6 separate regions of the Mus musculus genome follow, and all the other regions are linked to region 2. The links are chromatin contacts, called in public HiCAR-type and promoter capture Hi-C maps. All regions are on one chromosome and are shown on one strand. The core of a region is the stretch at or near the end of the contact, and the rest is flanking DNA. Distances in the headings are between cores, read along the strand shown.

The links. Promoter capture Hi-C pulls out the DNA fragments that hold promoters and counts their contacts. HiCAR-type assays count read pairs that join an accessible place to other places.
Region 1: a contact with region 2 is called in a HiCAR-type map of astrocytes, with 4 times the contacts expected there. The contact joins the promoter of Mindy4 here to the promoter of Lsm5 in region 2. A contact is called at or near these places in 5 of 39 promoter capture datasets (the 3T3-L1 cell line, hippocampal neurons and liver) and 2 of 115 datasets of contacts at active chromatin or transcription factors (astrocytes and stem cell-derived neural progenitor cells).
Region 3: a contact with region 2 is called in a promoter capture Hi-C map of hippocampal neurons, with 5 times the contacts expected there. The contact joins the enhancer-like site here to the promoter of Lsm5 in region 2. A contact is called at or near these places in 5 of 39 promoter capture datasets (the 3T3-L1 cell line, cranial neural crest, frontonasal cranial neural crest and 1 more), 1 of 484 Hi-C or Micro-C datasets (cortical neurons) and 3 of 115 datasets of contacts at active chromatin or transcription factors (astrocytes, embryonic stem cells and stem cell-derived neural progenitor cells).
Region 4: a contact with region 2 is called in a promoter capture Hi-C map of hippocampal neurons, with 3 times the contacts expected there. The contact joins the promoter of Adcyap1r1 here to the promoter of Lsm5 in region 2. A contact is called at or near these places in 2 of 39 promoter capture datasets (the 3T3-L1 cell line and hippocampal neurons) and 1 of 115 datasets of contacts at active chromatin or transcription factors (astrocytes).
Region 5: a contact with region 2 is called in a promoter capture Hi-C map of the HPC-7 cell line, with 5 times the contacts expected there. The contact joins the enhancer-like site here to the promoter of Lsm5 in region 2. A contact is called at or near these places in 6 of 39 promoter capture datasets (the HPC-7 cell line, hematopoietic stem and progenitor cells, liver and 1 more) and 1 of 115 datasets of contacts at active chromatin or transcription factors (stem cell-derived neural progenitor cells).
Region 6: a contact with region 2 is called in a promoter capture Hi-C map of hippocampal neurons, with 5 times the contacts expected there. The contact joins the promoter of Neurod6 here to the promoter of Lsm5 in region 2. A contact is called at or near these places in 1 of 39 promoter capture datasets (hippocampal neurons) and 1 of 115 datasets of contacts at active chromatin or transcription factors (astrocytes).

The regions. Positions count from the first base shown.
Region 1 is chr6:55,202,087-55,205,783 of GRCm38.p6, forward strand. It overlaps Mindy4 (MINDY lysine 48 deubiquitinase 4), which reads left to right and starts at 1,297. Exons shown (of 18, transcript NM_001142781.1): 1 at 1,297-1,483. The coding sequence starts at 1,421.
Region 2 is chr6:56,702,993-56,706,438 of GRCm38.p6, forward strand. Lsm5 (LSM5 homolog, U6 small nuclear RNA and mRNA degradation associated) reads right to left here and starts at 1,707. Exons shown (of 5, transcript NM_025520.3): 1 at 1,631-1,707; 2 at 322-417; 3 at 14-41. The coding sequence starts at 1,676.
Region 3 is chr6:55,510,239-55,513,582 of GRCm38.p6, forward strand. No RefSeq gene overlaps it. Among named protein-coding and RNA genes, the nearest start is that of Gm34441, 25 kb to the right of the region's middle. Within about 2 kb of position 1,708, at least 21 of the 459 cell types and tissues checked have an H3K27ac peak or open chromatin away from gene starts, as enhancers often do.
Region 4 is chr6:55,450,234-55,453,991 of GRCm38.p6, forward strand. It overlaps Adcyap1r1 (adenylate cyclase activating polypeptide 1 receptor 1), which reads left to right and starts at 1,745. Exons shown (of 17, transcript NM_007407.4): 1 at 1,745-2,135.
Region 5 is chr6:57,744,604-57,747,909 of GRCm38.p6, forward strand. No RefSeq gene overlaps it. Among named protein-coding and RNA genes, the nearest start is that of Lancl2, 44 kb to the left of the region's middle. Within about 2 kb of position 1,303, at least 38 of the 459 cell types and tissues checked have an H3K27ac peak or open chromatin away from gene starts, as enhancers often do. A contact at or near this core is called in the HPC-7 cell line, where this site is marked.
Region 6 is chr6:55,679,841-55,683,652 of GRCm38.p6, forward strand. It overlaps Neurod6 (neurogenic differentiation 6), which reads right to left and starts at 1,423. Exons shown (of 2, transcript NM_009717.2): 1 at 1,124-1,423.

The sequences.
Region 1 (3,697 bases), core at 47-2,546, 1.5 Mb before region 2:
TTTTTGACATGCAAGCTCTTGTCTTACTTATGTCTATGTAAGAAAGTCTGCCTTGCGCTTTAAATGATAACACATTTACTAGTGTGTCCTTACATCTGAAATAGCAGGTCCCCTGGCAAGGTTCCTGATTGCTATCTTCACTTTACCCACATGCAGCTAAGGTGAGTTTGCAGAGACCTCCTTGGAGGGTTAGACGGTGAGGATGCCTGGAAATTATAACTGTCCTAATACAATGACATCCTCAGGACACCAAAGCGGACCATGAAGTCTCCAGACACAGTGCATGTGCCGTTGGCTGTGAGACAATCTTACATACAACATACCTTTCTAATTTTATAAATGTTTTAAGGTTTCTCAGAATTGAATAATCATACAAACCTAAGATTTTGTGAGTATCACTGCCTGGAAACAATTTTAAGAAAAAAATAAGAAACATTAGTTTAGAGAAAATAATTTGTATGTAGGAGTGTGGGTGATATGTGCTGAGTTGAGAGCATAACGTTCCTAAGTTGAGGTCCTAATGCCTTGTAGCATCTAGAATGTGACTTATCTGGAGGTACAGTAACATTAAAGGAGGTTGTTATGGTGAACACTTAACTGTGTTCAGTGTTCTAAGAAGAGATGAATAATAGCACACAGATACATTTAGAGGGAGGCTCTGTAAAGACACAGAAAGAAGATGTCAACGGGAGGGAACTCGAGCCATAAAAGCCCTGGTGCCACCTGTTCACCAGCTTGCAGGCTACATACAGGATTGCAAGGTAGTAACTTTGTTGTTGAAGCCACAGTCTGCGGCGTTTTATTATAGCAGCCCCAGCAAACCAACGCAACAGGCAAAGTACAGTCCTGGAGAAAGTTGAGGTGCTACCCAAGGGACTGGCAAAGACCTGGGCTTCGGCAGTTTCCCATCCTTCCAGTTTCTAGATGCCAGAAATTGGAGTCTAAGCGCCCTTGCCATAACAGAGGCCAGAACACTGAAGTCTGTGTCTCAAGTGAACCCGGGAGGTAACTGCAATCCTGAGGGTGGACTGTCAGGGCCCTGCTTCCCTGCCAGTTCAGACTTTAAGAACCACAGGGTAGGGCGTGTTTCCCATTTTGTGTATGGAGAAATAGAACCTTTGATTAGGCCAGTGACATCCACCACAAAAAACCAGAGTCAGTCAACTCGGCGCCCAGAACTCATAGGCTAAGTCCCGCCTTCAGCTGCTGGCACAGCAACTGGCAGAGAGTAGCGGCTTGGAGGATGCTCCTCCCTCCCTTCTCTCCCGCCCTCCTAGAACGCTTGTTTCCCAGGAAGGGGAGGAGTTCTTCCTGGCGCGGATGCCACCGTCGCCACGGCAACGCCGCTTTACTGGGCCCAACGGATTAAGGGGCCTGGGGCTGCAGGCGGCCGCGTGGCCTCGTGGGCAGCGCTAGCAGCATGGACAGTCTGTACGTGGAGGAGGTGGCCGCCTCCCTGGTCAGGGAGTTTCTTAGCAGAAAGGTAATGTCTGGACACTCCGAAACCCACTAGTATCTTCTTAAGTTGGGGGGCAACCAGTGGTTTCCATTAGCATCTTTGCACCTTCGAGGGTGGGGGGAGCATTCCATGCCTTCTGTTCGCCTCAGAGATTTCCCCAAGAGCGCCCCTTTCTCGGGACAAGGAAACTACATTTCCCAGAAGCCAGCCCTCCCTAATGCAAGGGCACGTCCACAAAGCCAGGCCTGCGCTTGCTTGGCTGCCCTCCCCTGGTCCCCTCTGTCACAGCAGTGCCAGATTGGCAAGGGTGTCCAGGGCGGAGCAAGTTCTCCCAGCCAGGAGCACAGGACATGTCTGTAGAAAAGAACTTTCTAAAGGAAAGTTCTGGACAGGCAGTCCTTTTGATCATTTTAATCAATGATGGAAATTCTAGCTGCTGAATGAGCTTTTGTGGGGGGAATTATGTAAATTCTCTTACTGCCAGAAGAGTTTTCAAAGTGTTTACAAGTTAGGGAGGCTCTTGAGTCCCCCATGGGGGTCTAGGAGAGGAAGGCACTTCCTAGACTCCAGGAGTCCCACACTGGCTTGTAGTTTACACAAAGGGGCTGAGGACTATACACTAGGGATCTGTGCTTCCACATGATGTCATATTGAGCTGGCCCAAGGGGCACTAATTTGAGATTGAAACATGCATGCGTGTGTGCGTGCGTATGTGTGAGTGTGTGTGTGTGTGTGTGTGTGTGTGTGTGTGTGTGTGTGTGTGTGTTTGCATGGAACAAAGGAAAAGGATTTGAGGTCAGATGGTGGAAGTTTAGGTATGTGCTATTAGTTTGAAATGTAAGTTTGACGTTACTACCTCATCTTCTCTCTAACGGGAACTTTTACAGTCCACTCATGTCTGATGAGTGAGCACTAGTGATGCCCAGGCAGCGCCTAGGTTCTCTTTAAACTCTCTGTGTAGCCCAGACTGTCTTTACACTCTCGATTCTCCTGCCTCTGACTCCTGTATTCGGAAGTACGGGGGCATACCAGCATGCACAGTTGTAATTACTTTCGTCACTGCTTCTGCTCTGGGACAGAGACCTTGTGATCACCACAGGCCTTTGCCACCCTGTGTGTACCTCCTAGATGGTGATTGATCTTCTCAAATGTCCCTAACCATCCTGGAAGATAAGTATACTTACAGTATTCCTTTTCATATCAGAGTGTTATGGGACAAGGCAGCAAAGAAACTTGCCCGAGGGTGAGCAGGCTGGACCTTGACGCCTCCTTGCCCTGGATACTTACATACAACACAGGTATTCAACTTTTCACTGGTTTTGCCACTTTATACCAGCTCTGACTGTACCTGTTCTGAAATGCCTGTGTGCTCTTTCAGAATGATTTTTATTTGGAAACATTGCAATGCACCTGGCTTTATTGCCTCTGCTTTGACTCTCTGTCACCGAGTCCTTGATGCAAGTTGGATGATCCGTGTTGTCATGCCCTGAGAGGCTGATCGCTGCTGCTTTTTAAGACTGGGTTAGATTTAGAAGTACCCGAGAGGCCTTCAATTCTTGAGTGCAATCCTGAGCCCTCACTGACAATCCTGAGGCCTCACAGCTTGGCCCTAGCTTCTCCTTCATGGTTCCCTTGATCGCTTCTGCCCTGTGACAAGGCCTGTTTCTCCCCAAGCACTTCTGGTCACTCCCATGATCAGAATTGATCAGGATTGTCCTTGGACTCACCTTGACACTTCTATTACAGTGGTCACATCTGCTTATTTCACCTTCTAGACAGAGACACCAAGCTGACCTCCCAACTAGGTAACACCTCAGAAACCATCTTCCTCCCATGGTTTATATCTAAAAGTACAAAGAGGGGTGTCTTTATTTACTACCTGTGCTGGCTAGTTTTATGTCAGTGTGACATAAGCTAAAGTAATCTGAGAGGAGGGGAACCTCAATTTAAAAAAAATGCCTCTATAAAATCAGGCTATAGGCAAGCCTCTAGGGCATTTTCTTGATTACTGATTGATGAGGGAGAGCCCAGTCCATAGTGGATAGTTCTATATGAATACAGGCTGTTGAGGCTGAGCAAGTCCCGAAGAGCAAGCCAGTAAGTTGCCCCCTTCCATGGATGCTCTGCATGGAAACTCCTGCCTCTGTGTTCTTGCCTTGTTTGAGTCCCTGTTCTGATTCCCTTCAGTGATATGGAAGTGTAAACCAAATTATGCCCCCCTCCCACCCCCAAGCTTCT
Region 2 (3,446 bases), core at 457-2,956:
AAATACTACTCACAATTCTGTGACATCTTCCAACACCATATCTGAATTTAATGTTAAGAAAATAAATAAGGTTTATTCAGGTATATGTTTTTGTTTGGTTTAAAATATGTTCAACACTATGATAGTGCAAATTCAAAAGGTTTGTTGTTGGCAAGAGCCCTATCAACTGTCAGCAAACACACCTCTTAAAATACTACCAAGTTCCTGGAAAACAAAATTATTCTTAATGTAATAACCAGAAATTCTTCGGTTGTCTATAGTTCTTTCTTATATTAATACATCTTTAGAAACCTACACCATTCCCGCTTTTAAAAAGGATACTGACAAAGTCATCAAATCCTAGAAGTGTCCCGACAATTTCTTTATCACTCTTCATCACAATGTGAATTCTTGACCCTATACATTTGTCCACAAGCTCTGTGGAAGGAAAAGGGTAATTTTACCTACTTATTAGATCGACCAACATTTGAATGCCTACTTCACTTATTATTTTTTATCATTAAAGATAAGCAAAAACATTCAGTTTTTTGCTATTTATTTATTTATTTACTTACTTTTATTAATCATTCCATCTGTTTACATCTCAAATGATATTCCCCCTTCCTGGTTACCCCTCCACAACACCCCTCCCATATCTACCTTCTCCCCACTCCCCAATTGCTTCTATGAGGGTGCTCCCCCACCCACCCACCCACTCCAGCATTCTCCTTATGCTGTGGCATCAAACTCCACAGGATCAAGAGCCTCCCCTCCCAATGATGTCAAAAAAGGCCATACTCTCCTACATATGTATCTGGAACCATTCGGTAATTTTACATCTTACACAAATCTCTGTTTAATCGTTAGCACAAATGTTTGCCTTAGCTTTCACTTAACTCTTTATTTGCAATTAATAGGACTGTGATTTTTATTTAGATTATTTGATTAATGTATGAAAACACACACCATGAGGTGGGTGGAGACCATAACTGTTTTTCTTCATCAGTGTTTGTACCGATAAACAATATCTAACACTGCAAAAACTTTCAATCACAGACACATTCACTAAGCTCACCAGCCCCAAAACATGACAAGGGAGAAGCATTATTACAGACACCGGCTTTCCCGTCACTCCTTCTCTCACTTAACCTTAACTCTCTGTGCTCCTGGGCCAACCTGTTCATCTCAGCATCTTAGAATTGCTCAGCACGATGCGTGCCGGTGTGCGATCTTGAAAGCAATGGCTGTAATTCAAGTTCATTATTCAACAGTTCTCTGGCACTGCGCGGGAATTGCTTGTTGAATTAATGAACGACGGGGCTAGTTTCCAGATTTCTATTGTAAGATTCATTGTATGCCGTGGCGCACTCCTTACCCAAGCCAATACAGGGTCTACCTGATCTGGAGACCAAGAAGGCCAAGCTGAGAACTGGGACTGCGCGACTCATGACATCTTACTGGCGAGCTCAAAAAGGCCGAGCACGTCCTTCACTAAGTGGGACCCTCACCGACCACCGACAGGCAAAACGGTCTGTCTGTCTGCCCAGTGACGCCAAGGACCGGACAGCCGGGCCCGGAGGGGCGGTGGCCCAGCCTCGGCCCCCAGCGTGGAATTGCAGCAACCCGACCGCTCCCCAAACAAGACTTTTACCTAGTGGCAGGAGTTGGGACGGGTTCGTGGTCGCGTTAGCCGCCATGGCCACGCCGGAAGTGGCTAAGGACACCGGCGCAGACTTTAAAATTGCGCGCTTCCGCCCTTTTCCACAGCTGGTTCAGACAAGACTAATCCAAAGCCGATCTTGAGATCCAGAGGATCCCAATGGATCGCAGACAGATTCGATAGAGAGGTTCGGATCTCTATCCCTGCCACCAACCCAACAGGCACCTATGGTACCCCCAAGTTTTGCTAAACTTCAGAGATAATTTGCCGCCGGAAGACCAGCATACGAGATCTCTGAGTCGGTTAATTTTCCTCTAGAAGGTTGCATTTCAAGCCTGTATCTTTCTTCAGAGCAATAAAATCAATTTATATTTCCTACTATAAACTCGTTCTGCATGCTCCTCAACAACTACTCATTTTTTTTTTTTTAAGGAATCTGGTACTTTTAAGGCCAGAGGACTGAAAGTCTATAAAGCAGCATTTTTCACAAGCTTTTTTTTTTTTAGAAAAAACAAACAAACAAACAAACAAACAAAAAACTTCTACTATTATTTAATTTCTTCTTGTCGTTTCTAGGTGTCTGGTTTATTACAGGCATTAAAGTCACTATCAGTTTTCAATTTGCAGGCAACCGTAAGATGTCACTCTGTATGTTGACTCCATCATGTTTGGAAACCTTGCTATCACACTTCTGCATTGGAAAAGATTAAAAAGCCCCCTTTTAACGTGGAGTGGCCAGTAAACCCAACACTTGAGAGACAAAAGGAGGCATCTGTTGCAGGCATGGCCCTCTTAGACCCCGACACAAAATAAGAAATTAAAACTAACAAGGGCTAGCTGGTAGCTTGGCTATAGGGTACTTTCCTAGCATTCATGAGGCCCGGAGTTTGGGCCCTAGTGTTTTTTGTTTGTTCGTTTACGTGCTTGTTTTGTTGTTGTTGTTGTTGTTGTTGTTGTTGTTAAAGCAGATAAATACTTTGCCTTTGTCCATCTCATGTGACAGACTTAAAACCAAACAGCCTAAATATGAGAGATGAGCACCCTTCATTCCTCCATTGAAAAAACATATCAGTGGAATATTGTTTGACTAGCAGCTTGCTGGATACATAAAACAATGTTCAGAAAAGTCTTCAACCAAGAGAGTGGGAAGGAGGACAAATAGTACATTTCATGTGCACAGCACTATGGGATTTAATATGGAAAGCAATGAAAACTCAGCTCCATTCTCAATTCCAAGCCAGTGGTGGCTTTTTTTCCTCCACGCCCAATCTATAAGTCTTACAGATCTACTAGGTCCCAAGGCAATTACAAACACACTTGACAGCCATCCTTTTGAGGTAAGAGTCAGGATTAAGTTCCTTGTGCTTAAAACAAGTTAAAACACTGTCCCTTGGCCACAGCTTGAAGAACTGAGGAGTTGTTGGGAGTCTTCTCACACAGTGACTAAGAATGGGTAAGCAGAGAAGAGGCAAAAGCCGCATTCTGAGAAAAGGAAACATTGTGTGCAGTGGATGTGTGTCACTCCAAGCTTCTCTTGTTGATCTTGTCTTTAAACCATACCCATTTCTCCCACATTGAGCATAAAACACTTGCCTTTTCAAATCCATTTCCTGAGTAACCCCAGTCTTCACTCATTTTTTTTTCTATTTAACTGCATGATACTGCTCAATGTCCTGGTAAAGATGTTCAGTTTGCAGGACCCTGGCCAGAGATGATCACCTATCCTGACTTGTGTAGTCTTGTTGGAGGCCGATGCTGGCTGACAGCAGTGTCAATAGCTGTCAGGATTACTTGGATGTATTTTTTA
Region 3 (3,344 bases), core at 458-2,957, 1.2 Mb before region 2:
CCCAAGTTATGGAAGCCTTAAATCATCCTAAGTAAAGTTGATCTGCCTGCCCACAGCTGGTCCCTGTGTCGTCATTTCCAGGGTTTCCAACCCCTCTGTCACCTCTGTTCCATTTGCCTGCATAGAATGATTTTGGCTGACAATCACAGGCAGTAGTAAAGAGAGTGCTCTCAGACAGTGCGCTTGGCATTTTGGTGGTCCCTGAAACTGAAGCAGCAACCAGTTCTAATAACCATCCTAGCCACACAGCCTTGGGTCTCCGGATTTTCTTGTCTCCAGGTCTTTAATATCCCCCTTTGGGCCTTTTGATGAAGCACTTTATCCATCCTCCCTGTAGAGAGGATCCCGAGACAGCAGACTGGGGGCTTTTCTGGGACACAGAGAAAGCCACCAAGGAGCTGACAACAGACAGATAATGAGACTCAAGCCCATCAACAGAGGAAGAAAGTACATTGACAGGGGAGTTGAGAAGGAGGACCCCAATAACCAGGTGTGGTTGCCTGTGTCAAGTGCTGTTAAAGGCTCATGATGATTGGGCTACAAAGTATCTGTATTCGTTGTTTAGAAGTCGAGTAGCTTTGTTTTGAGCCACCCCTTGCTCAGGCTGGATGGGCAGGCCATTTTGCTTGTAGGAACAAGAGTAGCCTCCCCAGAAAAAGCGTAGACTCATGTGGCCTCCCAAGGGCTACCACCTGGAAATCTCTTCTAAGTGGCTCTATAGGAGGATGGGTGGGTGGTGGTGGTTTTACAGTCCTCTTTGGATCAGGTTGGTAGAGATAGACCGCACATGCTCAGAACCACAGGACTTCTTCCATTAAAGCGCTCTGCAACTGGTTTGAAGGTCAGAGGCTCTTGCCTCCAGATTGGATGGCCTTAGCCCAGGGAAGATAGAAACTGGGAGATTTCTTTGGAAAGAACCTGGATTCTTCAATCCTCCAGGAAGGAGTGGGCAGATCCAGGCTTCAGAATAAGGGTCTGGAAACATTTATATAATGGAGGAGGTCCCTGCTTGGAAAGAGGTTCCTATTCCCAGCTTCTATTTGCCCCTAAGGACACTGCTGGAAAAGAAACTTTCCACTGAAGCCAGGGGGCTGCAGAGTTAGAGAGAGGGCTAGGACAGACCGGTCTGTGATCTTTGACAGACATAAGTAAACACTCCCTCTGTGGTTCACTTAAGCAATAGGATCTACCCTTGGCCTTCTAATGTTTCCCATTTCGACTTTGAGTGGGTGCCTAAGGACCAGATGGGGCTCATCTCGGGTGGGAAGCACACACTCAAATCTAGGGAGATGTTTGCATGAGATCCGAGTCTCACAAAGTGGCCCGGGCACATGAACCCTGTGACTGATTGCTCCCTGGCCATAAGGCAGCACTCACTGACGACTGGGGTTGGGGTTAGAGGTCAGCCTTGTGAGCTTTTCAGGTGGCATGGTGGTGGAAAAAGCCTAGTCTGTCATTTGGTTATACCTTTTGCATCAGGAGCAGAGGGAGGCCTACAACAGGCCATGGCATGAGCACGGTTTTTAACCCAAGGAGCTAGAGAGAGAGGCGGGAAGCCTTGAGAATACAAGCAAGAACTGGGAAACATTTCCCCTTCCAGCAGTTTCCCTTATCTAGAGTTCTTCCTGGCAGAAAGAGTTTGGGCTGGAGGGAGGGAAGGTTGGAGTGGGGTGGGGGAATCAACTCATAGGTCTGCACTGCCCTCTGGTGGCCATTTTGTTTGATGATCGGTGTAACGCGCGCTTCCAGTCTAGGGAAACTGGCTCATTTCCACACAGTGCCTGGTAATGAGATAATGAGAGAAAGAACAAGCTTAAATATTTTCTATAATTAACACTGGGAAGAGACACTTACATGCGAAATATCTTGTAAGAAGAATGTGACCCACAGTGCACCGTGCAGGGCTTTTCTCGCAGGGCTTTTCTCTTTGGACTTCGCCGGCACACACATTTGTATTTCTGTATGATCACACAGAAAAGTTATTTCTGGAGACTACACATAAGGAGCCCTTTAGGACGTGGATTTGTGTCTAAGAACTTTCGCACTTAATTGTAAGCGTGAACATCTGCATCCATCTGGTTAGGCCTCAGATTTTCACGGCGGGCTTTGCTATTGTCTTCTTACTGAGGTTTTGGAGAAGACAAGTGAGAGAAAGGAGGGCTTCTCCCCAGGAGCTTAATGTCTGTAGGGAGGTTAATGAGTTCGGCTGTTCCTCTGTCCCTGTGGGCTCCTTATCTGTGAATGCAGAAAACCTCGAATGGAAAACTTTCTGGGAAAAGCGGTACTCAGCAGTCATTTGCATAACGCCCACATTGGGCTGAGTAGCGCAAAGGTCTAGACATGATTTGAGTCATCTGGGGGGAGATATGTAGATTATGCACACCATCTCGTACGACAAACTTGTGCAACCATGACACTTGGAAAGGCAGGAACTAGCTCCCTGTGGACGCGAGAATACTGGGAGTGGGTCATGAAGGGCTGCAGCCTGGGAGAATTCGGTATGCAGAGGAGCACACCCAGCAGATGCTACTTCGAATGCCGGATTCTCAACTTTTCTATCTCTCATTAGAAAACAAATAGACATCTAAGGAGAAATAAGAAAATACAATAAGATAAAACAAACAAACAAACAAACAAATTAAAGTATGAACAAAAAAAAAAAAAAACAAGCAAGAACAAGAGCCAACGAAAAAGCACAAGATGCTGAGACACACATGTTTGCACACTTAGCAATCCCATAAAAAACCAGAAGCCAATGTATATGACTGGCAATGTAGAAAATAAAAACTACCCGACTTAACATAATGAGACCAAGAACCTCCAAGCCAAAAAATATACACAAAGGACATGTAGGATTAAAAAGAGAGAGAGAGAAAATAAAAATAAAATAAACATAAAAACTAAAACTATAAGATTAAAAACAAGCCTTGACACAGGCTATGAGCCAAGGGACCTCCACAGGTGCTACCGGCCTTTTCTGCTGGCCATCAACTGCTGGGCTGGCAGCCTACGATTAGGAGTAGTTTGTTTCTCCAGTGATAAAACTTAATTTGCAAGTGTGTTTCAATTGTATTGATTGGAGACGGCTTCTGGGTTAGGGATGGGGGCGTGTGTCCACTTCTCCCTTCAGCTCTAGGATCCCATCTGAGGCAGACCTGTGCCGGCCTTGCGCAGGCTGCCTCAGGCTCTGCGAGGTCATGTCTACATTGATCGGTCCTGCTGTGGTCTTGATTCTTTGGCGTCTTCCGTTTCCCCTGGCTCTTACACTCTCTGCTTCTTCTTCCACCGAGTTCCCAGAGCCCCAAGGGAGTGGATTTGTTTGATACAAACATCCCATTTAGGGC
Region 4 (3,758 bases), core at 495-2,994, 1.3 Mb before region 2:
TCATATTCCATGATGTGCACCTGCTAACACACAACAGAAAGCAGGGCTCTGGTTCCCAGACACAGACATGAAGAACCAGCAGTATGTAATGAGCCAGGAACTGGATGCACAAACTCAAAGCGTCAGGATTCCCGTAGTGGAGTGATCTGATCTACTGTGGGTAAGTGATTGCATCTCCCCCTCCCTGGCAGCCCCTAGTGCCAATGTCCCATGTTTCATGTTCCACTTCCTATGTGGAGGCTATCAACAGCCCTGCCTCCCCTTGAATGTCTCGCAGTTTGCAGAGTACTTTCACAGGTGACATCTCATTTGATCCGTCCTACATCAAGGCTGGAGGCCAAGTAGAGAAGCTGACCTCCAGTTTGGGAAAACAGACCAGAGAGAGATGCAGTGCGTTCTAGAGCTGCTCCTGATTGACTGCTGACTTCTGCCCAGCGTCTAGCTGTACTCTCCCTAGAGGGGGTCCTGACCACTCTTAAGAGAGAAGACATATTCTCCACTGCTCTTCCTTTGGAACATGGCCTGAAAGAACACAAGCGAGTGCCAGCTGTCTACGAGGTGACCAGTGCTTCCTGGACTAAGTGGGGAATCATAAACTTGCTGTCTGTATATAGGACACTCCATACATCTTTCTGGAGCATCAGGTTGCTTCCTATTCTTAGCCTTTCTGTTTTCATTGTGAAGTCGGATGTAAAATGATCATGTAGGTCTTACCAGTTAGGGTTCTGTGTGGCTCCCATTCATGGGTCTTCTCCATCTCCTTGTCCTTTTGTTTTCAGCTAGACTGACCTTGCTAACAAAAGGCTCAAGTTCTTTCTCCTTCCCTCTTCTTCCTTGAAGGTTCTTCAGAAGGACACACATCAAGGGTGGCTCAGAACTTGCCTGAACAGGCAATGACAGAAGCCAGTTGAGACTAAGTGATGGGGATACAAAGAACTCAGGATGCTGTGACTGGACACAGTTATGCCAAACTGGAGGTGGCAGGATATTGGCACTGTGACCTTATTTGACTGAGTTCTGCTCATTAAGCTCCTGCTTATCAAATTGTACCAGAAGAAGGGTGAGTACACCATATCACCAACAACAATAGTAATTTGTTTAGCATCAGTGAATATATGAGCCTAGTACAAGTTTGCTACTGGCACACAGACTGTTCCTACACAATGTTGTTCTTCTCATGAGCCCAGAAATAGAAACGATGTGGTGCAGGTGAAGAAGTGGAGGCTCAGAAACATCAGGCCGCACACCCAAACTCCCAGAGCTGGCAGGGCAGTCTCATTTATTTTTAACAGACTTCCCGTAAGCACCTCTACTCCTTTTCTGGCTATAGAGGTGTTCTCTGGGGTGTCACATTCGAGGACATCTAGATAGGCACCTGCAATTCATCCCTTCTAGACCCCTGACTGTGAGCAGAGGAGGGCCCAAAGAGGGCCAGGGACTTGCTCAGGTGGCAGGTTGCCAGAGGAGGCTTGGAACACAGAGAAGAGAGGGAGAGGGCTTTCTCTAGTGGATGTTTTGCTGTTGGACAGAAAGGTGGTGAGCCCTGAGGAAGGCACAACTCAGCCCGGAAGCTCTGCGACAGAACTGGGAAAGGGGGGCTGTTACCTCCGCCTCCGCGCCCTGGGTCCCTGCTGCAGCTCTGGCTTGTGTCAGCGCGGTGGTCCTCATCCAGCTCCCCATCTCTGCCCCCGGCCTAACCCCGCCCCCCGGGCTCTCATTGGCCTGCACCCCACCCCCCGCCTGCGAGGTCTGCCGGGGAGGCGGTGGTCTATCGCCTCCCTCGGCCCCGGGCCTGGCTGCGCAGCAGAGGCGGCGCCTCTCCCGCAGGACAGAGCCGGTCGAGTGGCACAGGGTGGGCTAAAGGAGACGAGGGACGCCTCGCTCCGATTCCCGACTGCGACTGGCTGCGACTTTGGAGCAGCGCGGTCCCTTGTGCAGTACGCACACACCGCGGCGCAGGGACACACAGACTTGGCTGCTCGCGGCCACACGCACCGAGAGACCAGGCTCGGCGCGCGCTCCGCGGCGCACACGCTCCAGCCAGTGCGGCTCTGGGCGCGGATTCGCGGGTTGCGCGTCCTCCTGCACCTTCAGCCCCTGCGCCCAGCAGTCCCGACCAGCCCCGAGGCCATCAGGTAAGGACCACTCCTGGCCTGTCCTTCTGCTCCGCACTCGCCCAGCGCCAGACCCTTTTCCAGCGGGGCCCTTGGACCCCTCCTTCAGCCCAGAGGTCTCCAGGAGCCGCGTGCTCTGCCAAACCCAAAGCCAGCGAGGGCCAACGCGGGGCACAGAGTCGGAGCCCATCCTCTCCCGCCGCCGCGGGCTGCCTACGCTTCTCTCTGCTCCATCCAAGTGTCGGACCGTGGCTTGGAGCACATTATTGTAGACCATTCAGTGAGTATCGGCCTAGCTGTCTCAGCCTTTTCTGGTGCCAGAAAGAGGCATTCAGGGGCACGAATGACACTACGGCCAGAGATCCCCCAGAGCTCGATCTCCCTGTCTCCAGGTCGGACCAAAGCGCCTACGTGGATTTGGAAAGAAATGCTGGAGGGTCTCTTGGGAACTCGGTTCTACAGTCTGCAGGGCGTTTGAGGGATGAGCTGCGGAGATAAGATAGGGATCAATTTAGTTTGTGCCCCCAATAGAGATAAGCTTTAGCATTGTTTTTAAAAGGATAGCCCTACGGCTATAGGACTATCCTAAGGATAGTCTTTCCCCGGGGCTCGGGGAGAGGTTGACCAAGAGACGCTTGGGGGTTGGTGGTCTAACAAGGAAACGCCCTGCAGGGCCTGTGGGGGAAAATCGCTGTGGGAGTGGGGTTGCTGTAGTGGGCCCCTCCGAGACCCCTGATGTTTGTTTTAAAGGCCCAGGCTCTGCAGTAGCTAGCTGACTACTGGGAGCAGGATCATATTGTCAGCAAGAGCAAGGGACCAGGCACCAGTTCGTGGAACTAGATCTTCAGGAGCAAACACGCAGGAAGGGGATGGCGATGGCATTTCCCTCGCTGCTAGGGAGTGGAGCTTCAGTTCTAGGAACCCAGAGCCTTCTGGACCACCTTGGCATGAGAGGGGGTCTGGCTAATTCCTCAGTCCATTTCAGGGCTGCTGTGACTACTTTTCTTTACTTCAGGCTGTATGTCCCATAATTCCCTCATGGCCTAAAGAGAGAGAAATAGGCATCTGTTTGGATTTTTTTTTCCCTGTGGCAGCTCAGGTGCATTCCTGTGAGGGTATGTAGGAATTTAGAGCCCATACAGAGGACGTGGAAGGCAGTCTGCCCCCAGACTGCAGTTGGACTGAGGCAGACCATTCGGAAGGTCAAGCTGCAGGCTGGAGGGTGGCTGTGGGTTTGGGACAAGGGTTACTTGTACTGTGATGAGGCCTTTTGGAGCCCAGGGATAGCAGGTAGCTCTTTGCTCAGAAGGCCTTGAGATGCATCTGATATGGTGGCAGGTAAGGCTGGAGGAGCCCCCATTCCCAAGTGCAGGCCTAGGACTCCTGCTCCTCATTGACCTTGGAAAGAACAGGCAAAGGCCCCAGTCTGGACACAAGCCAAACTCTGAACACACAAATTAAAGACAGGACATGCTGGAGCCGGCCTTGAGCCAGATCTTCTGACCAATCCATCAACAAGTGTGTGTGGTGTGACCAGGAGTCAGATGTGGTCCCTCCTACTTTCTGCCATCAGTAGTGGTTCATGGGTGGTGGTGCATCTGTGCTGAGATCCCCAAGGGTCTGTCTGTCTGTCTGTCTCTGTGT
Region 5 (3,306 bases), core at 53-2,552, 1.0 Mb after region 2:
TGAAGGTCTCTGCCTTCCCTCTCTTACACTGTGCTTCCTGGACTTGATTTTTATGAGTCCTAGGCATAAGACAGATTTGACCATTGTAGTGGTATGAATAGGGAGCTGCATTCAAGTTCCCACAGACTTCCCCACTCCCACCTCCTCCAAATTGTGATGCTGCTGCATTCGAGCGTTTCTATGTCCATGCACCTCCCAAGTCCACTTCTTTTGGAGGATGTAGAGGTATCAGGAGGTCCAGTGTCCTAAGCCTCCCACATTACCAGATAGTCCTGATTGTTCAGTACCTCAACATCAAACAATGCTGCGGACCCCACCACCACCACCACCATACACACAAACACAGCGTGGCATTTTAGGATGGCTCTCTGGACTTTTAGACTCATACTCTAGTAGCCACCATCAGCATCTCTCATCACTAGAACTTATACTCATTTGGCTCCTCTGTCCACATGGTTGCCATTCCTTGGAGACCACTTGTATTCACAGTAACACTATAATTGTTCGCACTCTCCGGCTTCTATCACTGGCACAATGGGTTGGATCTCCACTGGCACCTTAATTTCAGCTTTTTCTTCTTTCCTGCCTTCTTTTTTTTTCTCTTTTCTTTTTTTAAGCTTCTGAAACACTGAGGGAAATTTTCTGTTGTTTATAAGCTGAATGTACTAGGAAATCAAGATAGGAGCAGTTTTGCAAAGAAATGCCTCTGCAATTAGATAGGAGGGCTGTTTAGACAGGACAACACCTTAGAGTAAAAACAAAGTGACACAGAGGGCAGAATAAAGACTCCTGCCTTACTTAGCTGGATCTCTATGAGTTCAAGACTAACCTGGTCTACAAAATTAGTTCCAGGAGAGCCAGCGCTGTTACTCAGCTAAACCCTGTCTTGAACCAAGAAAAAAGATTCAGGGCTACAGTTATGTGGACAGAGTGGAGGGAGGAGGCAGGCTACTTAGCTATATCTTTTCTGGTGCTAGGAAAAGCATCTGCACGATGGTGATAAGGAAAGAGGCATGGGCTGGAAAGATGACTCAGCTATTAAAGGCTAGGCTCACAACCAAAAATATGAGGAACTGGGGTAACTCTCTCCAGGTCCATCAGGTTCTATTTTGAACATCATCTCCCCATTCATTCAGATGGCAATTATACTAGGCAGCTTTGCATTGCTGTAACAAATAGCAAAGGAAACCAATGTTTGGCTCAGTATTCCAGGTTTCATCTCATGATGATGGGTTGATCTTATTGCTTGGGCCTGTGATGAGGAGCTAAATTATCCAAAGGTTCATAGTGGAACAGAGCTGTTCATCTCATGGCCAAGGATAAAGATAAGGTTCTTTGGGAGCTTAACGGGGAGGTTCCAATATCCACCTCAAAGATGTGCCCCGAACAGTCAGCTCTCACATTAGGTTCTCCCTCTTCAAGTTTCTACCACCCTATATTTCAAACCAGGTGTGGCCCTAGCCTTTAACACATGGGCCTTGGGGGCCATGCACATTAAATTCAAAGTATAGCAGAGAACTAGAGATTGTGGGAAAGCCATAAGAACCCTAAGCTACAAAGATGTTTAATAGAAGCATTGAGTACCTTAAAATCAGGTAACGGTTCCAGAAGCCCGCCTCCCAGAACCATGCCTTGCCACTCAGTGTGCACTTGGTCAGAAGCCAGCTTCTGGTCCACCCGTGTGCCTGGAGCATCTCCAGGTGGAGCCTGTTAATGCTCCCTCAGGTTTCTTCTTTCCTTCAGCATTCTGGCTATGCCCCCTTCCTGTCCCACCTGAGTTCTCATCAGCCTCGTTTTATTTCAGAGATTATTCCACATTTTTGTTTTTGCCATCTTTTGTTTTGACAGCTGTGATGGATATTTTGAAGCTTATTGGAATTTGGAAAGCACAGATGAAAGTGAGCATTAGATTTCCCATCTTTGATTTGGAAACAACCATTTTCCTGGTAGAAGTTGGCCAGAAGGGGTCTTTCCTGCCTAACATAGATGTAATGCAAGGCAGTGAGCCTTTTCGGTCTTGTTTCCTGTCTACCTAAAGGGATTTGAGTGATGTCAGAATTTGCCAAATGTATCCTTGTAATACCCCTAATCAAATAAAACTAGGCAGTCATCAAAACAACTTGCCTTAGTCAGTGTTCTGTTGCTGTGAAGAGACATAATGACCACAGCAACTCATAAAGAAAAATATTGTATTGATGGTTGCTTACAGTTTCAGAGGCTTAGTCCATTACTGTCATGATAGGAAACATGCTGCAGGTAGGCATGTAGACATGGTGTTGGAGAGTGAGCTGAGACTTCTACATCCAGATTATCAGGCAGCAGGAAGAGAATTGAGTCTTTAGTCCTGGCTTGAGCTTCTAAAACCATAAAGCCCACTCCCTCCCAGTGACACAGTTTCTCCAGCATAGCCATACCTCCTAATCCATATCAAGTACCACTCCCTAATGACCAGGCATTTAAATATATGAGCCTGCGGGAGGCATTCTTATACAAACCACAAATTAAGGAGCCTGCAAAATGGGTATCCAGGTAAGACATCTGCTGAAAATCTAAGTTCCTCTCCAAATTCCATGTCAAGATGGAAGGAATGAATCACAAAGTTGTCAGCTGACCTCCACATGTATGGGAGGCACACACAAACACATGCAAACAGACGCTCAAATTTGAAAATTTAATACATTAAAAACATGGCCAGTTACTCACTGCAGACTAAAAGACTTAAATAAAAAGGTCCTAAGGGCGAGTAGGATCTAGAACTCTTTTCAAGTAACTAACAGCACAGCACTAGCTATAATGTAAGGAAATAGGGCCACAAGCAGAGTGCCAAGGAATAAGTTCTTGTTAAGGATAGAGGCAGATCCTTTCCAGATGAAGTGATATATTTTAGAAATTCCATATTGAATGATAGATCTGGGTGGTACTGAAAACCTTCAAAGTACTTTTAATTACTATTATCTGTATACATGGCCAGACCTGACCTATGGGTTGAAGAATGGGCCTAGACAAACTATCTGGTATAGCACTGCTACCAGGTCTAAACAGCCATGTCCCCAGATAGGTAGGTGCCACACATGCACTGGAGCAGCTGCAAGAAAACAGCGCTGCAAGAAGATGTAGCTGCAAGATGATAGCTAATTCAAGGGCAAGGTGGTATTCTAAGGGCCAAGGCACCTGGGGGATCTCAGGCCTGAAAGGAAGTATCCAGTTTTCTTTTTATATGGGTGACTGGAAATCAGGTAGTATTATACTTAGAATTATGAATGTCTCTGTAAGACCACGTTGAGAAGCTTGTTAAGAGCCCAGAGT
Region 6 (3,812 bases), core at 173-2,672, 1.0 Mb before region 2:
CATAAAGACATTGATCTATGCAGAAGCCTTAATTTATACAGGCAAGTTATTATCAAAAGAAAATATAAAAGAAAATACTTATTAGAGACGATCGCATTTTCTATTTCTCTTGGATTTTAAACTGGATTTTTAATACACATGGAGTGGAGTTAAAGCAAATAAAAGCAGGACACAATAATGCAGACCTTCATTAATTCTAATTCCCCCGAGAACAAAATAGAAAAGAAACCAATGTTTAAAACGAAAAGTGTTCTCTCTCCCTTAAGCTAACAAACGGAGGGGGTTTTGTTAGAAAAAAATATTCCCCAACTTTATTTTCTGTTAACCTCAAACTGGGAATTTAGATAAGTGACTGTAGAACATGCAGATTTAAAGAAAAGATCAATCAGATCAAATTTAAAATTGATTTTTTTTCCTGATGAGTGAAGAACTATGCAAGAGAGTGCTGCCCTCCCAGCCTCGAGGAAAGGAAAGGGGAGTAGAGTCATTCGAAAATAAAACTATAAACAAATGGGAAAAAAACTCACAAACATTACTGGCATTTTTTTTTTAAATCAAAGCAAATGTTGCGACTGCTTTAACATCTAAGAATTCCCTCAATGTAATTGTCTGTTTACTGCTGTTCCGCTCCTAGTGTTTTTGTTCTAAGAGCCACGGAAGTCTCCCTCTAGCTAATATCGGACAGGGACGGTCCACGGATTCTGGCTGCAATTGTGCACGTGTGTTCAGAATCCCAAATGAAAGGGGAAAATAATTTGTGTTTAAAATGCATTTTTTTTTGTTTTTGTTGGGTAAAGCAGCAAATATTTTTCATCTAAAGTCTTCAACCAAATAGGCACATTAAAACAGAGACTTTTAATTTAACAATCTCCAGCCCCTCACTACACATACACACACACACACACACACACACACACACACACACACACACACAAAATATACACATATTTGCAATGTTACATAATAGTAATGAAAGTATGTGATAATTATATCATAAGAATGAAATATGATAAGAACTTATAGATGGCAAAGAACATAGAAATACTCTAAGACAGTGATACTGTATCTTTAAATACTTGCATGCAAAGCCAGCATCAATTGAGTAGATCTTTATTTATATTACCTTAGGTTTTAATTTCATTCAATAATCAGTTTTCATTTTGGATCTTCCAAATCTTTTCAGGCTGAGTGTCGCATCGTCTCCTGGAGCCTCTAGATCTGTGTGTATCTGCACTATCTCATTGATCTCTAAAAAGTGACATTGATGCCAACTGCCAGAGCTGGTACCCATGCCATCTGCTAGTGACGTCACAGGGCAGAGAGAGCCATGTGATCCTCTCTTGGGACCTTCATTCTGCACTGATCATCTGGCATCCCTGTAAGTGGGTACCAGCATTCATGCATCAACACAGGAGGTTAGACTGATAGGGAAAAAATCTGCACCAGCCTTTTACATACAGTAGGTGTGTTTCTCTTCTAGCTGCTCGGGTCTCACTGGCAATCTGTAGAAAGAGCTGTGTTAGTGATGTGTTTCGCCCTGCCAATGGTGCAACTGTTAGGCAGTCGTTAATATTCCATTCATTTGCAAGGTGGGCTTTTGTGTGAGTGAGAGAGGTTTTTGTTGTTTGTGGGGTTGTTGTTTTGCAAGGATCACCAGCTCCTCCTGGTGCATCTGGGTACCAGGGAAGGAGAGCCTTGTGTGGGAACTAGAAGCTGGGGTTGGATACTGAAGGAAACCAAGATTAAGGTCGACAAAGGGGTCAGCAAAGGGCTTCTTATTTCCCTGTTTTGCTTTACGGCATGTAACTTGTGGGTGTGTGCCTGTGTATTTTTCTACTCCCGACTTCTTTGCTTCTCAGGATTTCAGAATAAAAGATCAGTTTATCCATCTGGGGTCTGTGAAAGACATCTTCAAATGCTCCCTTACACTTGCTGCTGTCTTTTCCGCAACTTTTCAGAGGGAGTGTATGCAGACAGAACTGCACACAGACCAATTGTAGAGCTAAAGTGAGTCTTTGGTTAGATTTTGCTCACCGCTGAGCCACTAACTCCTCTCAGTTCCTCTCCCTGATCTCCTGGTGTTTAACCTGCTTGTGCTTTCTCCTTTCAGACACAATAAACAGGAAAACCATCGCTTCAATCTGCTGTTTTTCTCCCCTTGACATGTGGCAGCAGCACATTTTATTTATTCTTTTAAACCAAAGGTTTAATTTCCTTAATTTTTGGAGCTTTCATTATTTTTTTTCTCTGCCCTACTAATTTTATCCTTGCTACATTGTTTTCTCTAGACCCAGATTCACTTAAGTATCTTATTGTTTTAACATCAGTGTTCTGTTCTATTTCTCCTTTTCCCTCGTTCCCCCTCCTGGTGCCTTTTTAACGAAGCAGGGCAGAAGCAGTTAAGCAGAGCTGGCAAAGCCCTTCTAATGAAACAGGATGTAAAGCTAGGGGCCCTCTCTCTCCACTCCTCTCCTCCTCTGAGACATCTCCTTCCCGAACGGACATGGAATTTTAGGCACACCAGAAAATGGCAAAATGTGAACTTTTGAAAAAGTGAAACAAACAAACAAATAAAGACAAGCCGCATTGTTTGACAGTTGCACAATCTCTGGCTCTAATGTGGAAAAGCATGCTCTTGGTCCCAGTATAATTCCTGGCAGCCTGGCATGGTTGAGGTCGTGTTAGCACTTCCCTTATAAATCCCACCTTTGAAAGATTTAGAATTCGGCCGCTTTAATACACTTTGGATTCAACCAAACTGGCACCCAGGTTCAATTCTGCTCCTTTTACCCTACTCAGGTCTATCCCCTTAAAAAAGTTTGCCTGACCTTTCCTGAAAGGTTGTAGAAAAGATCGAGGGTTGACCAAAAGAAAGATGCTAGGGAAAAGTGCTTTTCATCTCTCTTAAAGAGGCAGTAAAAAAAAGAGCAAAAATTTAAAACACTAGTAGACCTATTAATTTATAGATTAAAATAGGTCAGTGGGGCTAGCTTGTATTTCACACTAAAACTTGTCACATCAGTCATTTTAGAATTTGCAGCTCAGTTTTACTAGTGACGTTTTAAATATATTTTGTGTAGCTTTTGGTTCAACATCTAAATGTGATTTTGCATAAATACCAAGAATATCAATAGAAAGGCAGATGCTGGTGTCAGTTGTTCTCGTGTGTGATTTAATTTTTAAATGTGAAGGAGGGGAAAACATCAGATTCCTGAGCTACAAAGGCAGGCAGAGCCGCCTTGGATCTCCCATGTTACAACTGTTCTAAGTCCCCAGGAGCTAGCTGTATTGTATTAAATGTGTCACAGACACAAAAGTCAAAAGCCAGTAACAATCTGATTTGATATTTCTGTAGAAAATTATTACCAATGTAACAGACGGGAAAACGGGAAAGACTGATCCTATATTTTACGTTTACATGGGGGACGGAGAGAGAGAGAGAGAGAGAGAGAGAGAGAGAGAGAGAGAGAGAGAGAGAGAGAGAGAGAGAGAGAGAGAGAGAATATTGGTGGCTCTTCTATTCCGGCTGGTAACATGAAAGAAAAGCCTTTGGTGCTGAAGTAATGAAGTGATGAGGGGCCAGGGGGACAAAGAGTGTTCATGGATTGTGATTGTTTATTATTACATGAAACACTTAATTTTTCTTTATTCTTAAAAAAAAAAAAAAAGGCAGGGGTAGAGACTAACAACTGTTAGGTGAGGGTTCATCCAGGATTCAGGGTGTTTATACAGTAACTTTTCCAAAAATGTTCTTGTGCATTTCCTAGGGTAGTTCCAGGTATGCAAATGCCTGTGGTGTCTGTACCATCCAC